2 separate regions of the Sus scrofa genome follow, and region 2 is linked to region 1. A link is a contact called in public Hi-C data. All regions are on one chromosome and are shown on one strand. The core of a region is the stretch at or near the end of the contact, and the rest is flanking DNA. Distances in the headings are between cores, read along the strand shown. Region 1 holds the start of PPP1R12A (protein phosphatase 1 regulatory subunit 12A). Region 2 overlaps LOC102165008 (a long non-coding RNA gene).

The links. A called contact is a pair of places that touch in the nucleus more often than the background predicts.
Region 2: a Hi-C map of liver shows a contact between it and region 1, with 6 times the contacts expected there. The contact joins the enhancer-like site here to the promoter of PPP1R12A in region 1. A contact is called at or near these places in 1 of 5 promoter capture datasets (liver), 8 of 47 Hi-C or Micro-C datasets (alveolar macrophages, embryonic fibroblasts, heart right ventricle and 3 more) and 1 of 2 datasets of contacts at active chromatin or transcription factors (skeletal muscle).

What each region holds. Positions count from the first base shown.
Region 1 is chr5:101,488,863-101,491,873 of Sscrofa11.1, forward strand. It overlaps PPP1R12A (protein phosphatase 1 regulatory subunit 12A), which reads left to right and starts at 1,420. Exons shown (of 26, transcript XM_021092811.1): 1 at 1,420-1,924. The coding sequence starts at 1,688.
Region 2 is chr5:101,818,892-101,821,924 of Sscrofa11.1, forward strand. It overlaps LOC102165008 (a long non-coding RNA gene), which reads left to right. Exons shown (of 4, transcript XR_002344360.1): 1 at 1-1,747. Among named protein-coding and RNA genes, the nearest start is that of PAWR, 130 kb to the left of the region's middle. Within about 2 kb of position 1,285, at least 29 of the 83 cell types and tissues checked have an H3K27ac peak or open chromatin away from gene starts, as enhancers often do. A contact at or near this core is called in liver and omental adipose tissue, where this site is marked.

The DNA.
Region 1 (3,011 bases), core at 170-2,669:
CCTGGTAATTGGTGTTCAGAAAATTCAGCATTACAGGCAGGTAATCACAACCATGTTAGAATTATTTTTTATTTATCAATTTGATAAGCTGTAATGTAGTCCTCTGGAAGGTAAGAGAACCTTAATTGTTCACTGCTGTATCTCCAGCATCTGGAACAATGCCTGACCCAGTACAGGTGCTATCTGCTGATGGAATCCTAAATCCTGCTGCAAAGAAAATTAGGTGAGTCAATTAGTTCTTTGGGACTCAGTCTAGATGATCCCTCAAGTTCCATTTAATGTTAACCTTTTATGATTTATTCTGGCTCTAAATGCTGTAGAAAACTGAGGGTGAAAACAATGTATTGTTTAGGAAAATGTCAACTGGTGGAGATTATAAATAGATGGCTCAAAAGACAGTATTTGTTACAAACCGTGTGTGTGTGTGTGTGTGTGTGTGTGTCATACAAGAAAACGTTCACCAGCCTTTTTATGACGATAAACTATAAAATATTTTTGATCACGTGATCTCAGGTGGTTTAAATACGTCACTGTATCACTAGTGCTTAGAACAATGACTGGCTCATAGTAAGTATTCAATAAATACCGGCTAAATCAATTGCGTAATATTAACATTCCTTTTGAATTCTAGAAGCAGCTGGGTCTTTAGCCATCCTTAGAAAGCGATAGAGCAGGAACCAGGAATCCCTTAAAAGGTCAGGACCAGTAACAGGCTGAGCTAAGTTCAGGAGTAGCACCAGGGAGGATGAAAGCGCTCAAGGAAGGGACAGAGGACCCAAAATATGCTTGAGACAAAAACAGAACCAAAACCAAAGAACCCCAACCCCCAGGAACACATCAACAACAAAAAAGCGTAAGCGGAAAGACGTTTCTACAGCGAGGCTGGCAGAAAGCCACCGCAACGCCCGCAGGCCAACCCTCGTCGCCAGGCGGTCACCTTGCGCTGAGATCTGGACAAGCACCACCAAAGCCCTCGCTACCCAGACCCCGCTTTTAGAAGGGCCTCGGCAAGCTCATCGGGGTGCCTGAGAAAGAGGAGGCACTAGCGCTGGATTCGTGACCTCCCTCTCCTCCATTCCATTCAAATAACGCAACCAATAGGCAAGCCCTCCGCCCTGAGCAAGCGCCCCGGCGGAGCCGAGACAGCGCCGGAGGCAGGCCCGCTCCCGGAGCCGCCCCAACGCCGACGGCGGGCCTCCGCAGCCCCGGCAGCCCTCGAGGGGCCGGGCGCCTCCCCGCCCCGCCCCCGCCCTTCCCGGCCGGTCCCAGCCCCGCAGCCCCGGCCGCCGGGGCCACGCCCGCTCCCCTCCCGCGGCCCGACCCCCGCCCGCCGCCGCGCGCCGCCGCGCTCTTCCTGGGGCGGGCGCAGGCCGGCGCGCGTGCGCACTGGGCGCCGGGCGCCTCCCTGCCCGGATCTCGCGAAGTTACGTTAGACGGGCCGCCGGGACGGACGGGCGGCCGGGCCGGGGGCGGGCGGGCGTCTGCGGTCGAAGGGAGGTCCGCGCGGCCGGGCGCGCCGCCCCAGTGCTCTGTGGGATACTGGCAGTCTCGAGCGTCTCCGCCCGGTGCCCAGCCCGCCGCCGGGCCGCGCTCGCCGGGGCAGCCCCACGCCCCCTGCCCGCCGCCCCTCCGCTCGCCGCCTCCCCCGCCCTCCGCGCGCTCGGCAGACCCGGCGGCAGGAGAGGGGATGAAGATGGCGGACGCGAAGCAGAAGCGGAACGAGCAGCTGAAGCGCTGGATCGGCTCCGAGACGGACCTCGAGCCCCCCGTGGTGAAGCGCCAGAAGACCAAGGTGAAGTTCGACGATGGCGCCGTCTTCCTGGCCGCCTGCTCCAGCGGCGACACGGACGAGGTGCTCAAGCTGCTGCACCGCGGCGCCGACATCAACTACGCCAATGTGGACGGGCTCACCGCCCTGCACCAGGTCTGTGCGCCCGGCGCCGGCCCCCGGCCCCCGGGTCTGCGCCGGCCTCCGCCCCGGCCTGCGCAGGCTGCGGGCGGCGGGAGGCTCCCTGCTGCGGGGCGAGGAGGCGGCTTCCCGCGGAGGAGGAGGGCCTGCGCTCGAGGCCCCTTCCGTCCAGCCGGTGGCGGAGTGGGGGAGCCGGGCTGTTTCCGGGGCAGAGGGGAGAGGGACGGCGGGCCGCTGGGGCCCCGGCCCGCTGGGGACGCGCCCTGGGCTCTGGGGCCGAGCCGGGGAGGCTGTGCGCGCCTGGGCCCCGATGTTAGCGGCAGGCTCGGGCGACCGGGGCCGCCGCGGCAAACCACGAACGGGGGCATTCGGGGCCCTGGGATGGGCGGACGCCTGTGGCTTGTAGGTGGGCACGGAATGTATGGGTTTTAGGACTCGGTCAGGGCGGTGATGGTAGTCGCAGGAATCGAGAGCCCCGAGCCGGGCGCCCCGAGCGGGCGGTTTCCTGTTTTCCCCTTTATTCCCCTCGGTCACTGGGGAGGGGGTGCGACGAGTTGACGGGCACCGGCTGGAAGGGAGGACGGGAAGGTGGGCACGGGAAGGAGGCCTCCTCCGGGGCTCGCCCCTCGCTGGACGGGAACGTACGGACAGTCCCTGGGAGCAGAGGTGGCCGCAGTGTCGGAGATCCTGTGGCCCCAGGTCCCAGGGTGTGCACTGGGGTTGGAAAGAGGAGAATAAGTACGAAGACACTCTTTTCGGGGTCGGCTCCCCAGCTCTGGTTTTTCTTTTGGGGGGTGGGAAAAGAGAAGGCTGGTCACAAACTTTTCTCAAAATGGATGCTTTGGGCATGTTAAAGTTTTATAGGAGTCTGATTGGGATCGCTCAATGTTAGCCAAATAAGGAGAAACTATTGGCAATCCAGAGATAATGTTGCTTTGCCTTTAACAGGCCAAAAGCAACACCACCACATAGAGTTCCGCATAAAAAGCAATTTTTAGTGATGGAAATAGATGTCAAGACATAAACTCTTTATATTTTCTCAGTAGGCACCTTGGAATTACTAGGAAACGACTTTACAGCAGTAGCTTCCCTTACAACGAGG
Region 2 (3,033 bases), core at 35-2,534, 330 kb after region 1:
GCTCGAATCCCTCTCCACCCTCTGCCAACATTCCGCCTGGTCAGGTTTTGCTGTCAGGAGTCACAGCCTGTTCTCCCAACTTGGTTTGTCTTTCTCCACTTTGTTCTCCGTTTGCCGCTGTGAAGCCCACGGGGGGGCCCAGCCCTGGGAGCTTCCTGGTGAAATAATCGTCTTTCAAGTGTGGGGCTGCTTTTCAGCTCCATCCTCCTTTTTTTGTTGAGTTGGAATCCCCGCCCAACTCACTCCAATAAACGTCTCCTCTGGGCGTTTTCCCCTCAAGACGTGGTAGGAACTCCTGATCCTTTGAGGGAAGAGAATAGGAAGCAGGAGCGAGGCCTTTGGGCAAGTCTGAGTAAACAGTGCTGACCTTGTGTAAAGGGCGCTCATGTCGCTAAACGGCCGTGGAAATACAAAAGATAAGAGGAAGGACACAGCAGCCCTGTCCAAATATGGCCCACTTGAACGCTGGATGGTATCTCGGCCTGGCAGGAAAATTCCAGATGTCCCTCTGGCTGCAGATGTTTCACCTTATCTGCCTCTGCTGATAAACGGAAGACGAGCTTGGTATCGGGAGGTGCTGGTTGTCTGAAGAAGTGCAGCACTGGTGTTGGGGCGCCTCTCTGCCCGCGCCCTAGCCTTTGCCCGACGCCTCGGATACACCCTGACTTATCATTTCACCCGGACCTGCCCTCAGTGGCTTCGTTTGCATGGCTTCTTCCAATGCGGATCCCAGAGGAGCCAGAGACGGCCCGTCCCCTGTGCCTCGGGGTGCTGTTGAGTCACGGGAAGGGGAATTCTGCCCCCCCCCCCCAAAGCCCAAAGCTGCTAGCGACTTTGTTTTTTCTGGCACACTAACTAGGCCCAAATCTCCTGGCCTCCAGTTCACACTCCCAGTGCCTCCAGCAGAGAGAAACGTGGCTCTTGCTCCCTCATGTTTGCACATATGACGAGTCTACTAATAGCTTCTGACCGGTCGGGCAGCCCTGCTTTTGAGCAAGCCAAACACTTGTAACCTGAACGTGGAAACACAGCACAGTTTTGTACAAAGAAGGCTGTGCAGATTTTTAACTCCTTTTGCTCCCGACGGCAGCCTAGGAGAGAACTTCCAAACTTCAGCAGAAATGCAGGACAGAAATGCAAGTTTAAGCTCCAGCTTCTGGGCTGCACACTTGAGCAAGATCATTACAGATAGAACAGAACCTTTGACCCGGGCAGTTCAGGCTGCGCTGGGAGGTGCATCTGGATGGATCCGCCCCGAGGTAGTGTATTTACAATGAGAATTGAAGGAAGAGTTTTGAAACATCCTGTCACAGGATGTACTGACGCGCCTGCCTGAACAGGCGGCGGAGGAAACCGGGAGCGGGTGCGGGATCGGTGACCACACCGCCCTCTGGTGGTTTTCCCGAGAAATAAACGAACGAGCTGCAGGTGGACCCAAGGTCTGCGGCAAATTGACCCCAATCAGCTCCCCAGCGGTGTGTTGTTGAGAGGGAGGAGGCGGCGAGGGAGGGAGGGGGAGAGACGGGAAGGGAGAGGATTCCTGCCCACGGCTTTCACCTCTGGGGCCCTAGCGACGGACCGGCCGACTGAGGTCCAGTTTGGGCCTCGGGGCAAACCCCTTGCCCCAGCTTTCCAGCAAGGGATGCTAGTGACAAATCTTGACTGCGTATTTGGACCAGGGCCCCGGGTTCCTTTCTAGCCGCCGAAGCTTTGCCCCTGCTGCTTCTGGCCTGCATTCCCTTTCGAGGTAAGTCCTTCTCTATGCTGGGGGGCTGAGGGTGGGGGTGGCCCCCAGCCCCTGCAAAGGCTCCTGAGACCAAGCGGCCTCTCTGGCACCCTCCGCTCTTCTCCTGGGTTCTTTTTTTGGGCCTGTCATCCTTTCAAACACTGGGGCTGTGCAGGGCACACGGAAGGGCGCTGGCCCTGCGAGCTCCCCGGCTGCCTGTGGGAGGAATGTGTAGGGCTGTTGCAGCCCTTAGGGCAGGACAGGCATGCGGAGCATCTCAGGCGCTGCTTTTTGGGCCCACGGAAGGGAAGTGTGGGCCGGGGGGTGGGGGGGGCTTCACAAACACCTCGGATCACAAGGCCCTCGGGCCGAGGATCGGGTTCTGAAGCCGGTCTGCTCTTCGAGTCCTTGCCTGCCCGCTGACCCGGGAACAGAGAGGCCTGGGGCCAAGGGATCGTGTGGCCGGCTGTAGATACTCAGAGTTACCGTGGCTCTTCGTCTTGGAGGTGGGTTGCTGTGTTGGTTTAGTCGGATTCAGCAGAGTCGGTAAACACGGGGAGGCAAGTGTGCTGCCATCCGTGTTTTCAGGGCTGGGGTGCAGGGCCCTGGCCCTGGGTTTGCTTCACCCTGGACCTTCCCGGCGTCTTACTTCATCCCAGGAAAGGAAGCGGACCATGCTGGGCGTTTGACTCAGACCCGTCACCGCGTCCCCGGCTGGCTCTCTCGTCACACTCCCTTTTCACTTGGTCATGAGCGTTTGCATGGAACGCTCCTCCTTACGAGGGCACCGGTCAGCCCCCGCCCCCACCCGCTTTCGTGACTCTCGGAGTCTCACGCGGATCCCATGATGTGGTTGACGGTGTCACAGGAGGCTCCGGTTTGGAATCAGGATTTACCCATGATCCTGAGGCGTATCTGGCTCTTGAGGAAAACTTACTGCTCCCCGCAAACACTGCAGCCACGTGGCGGCATCACCCTGGGTCGCTTCCGTCTCCATCAACGTCTCCCGGGACACATGACCGTGCCCCTTGGGACGGGCAACACGTCCCTCACACTCAAGGGGTGCACAGACTAGCCTGTGTGGCCGGTTCTGTGAGCCTGTCCTTGTGTCGGGGTGTAGACGTGCAAGGATTTCCTTTTCCCCGTAATCGCTGCTGCGTCCTCCCCAAACTCTCCGCCTGCGGGCTTGGACGCGCTTGACGGCGTCTCAGCCTGATTCTCCCACTTTCTTCAAAGTGTCGCTGAAATCTCAAGACTCGGGAGTGTTCGTTGTAGTTTCAAAATCATTTTCTGTTCAGAGGCCGCCT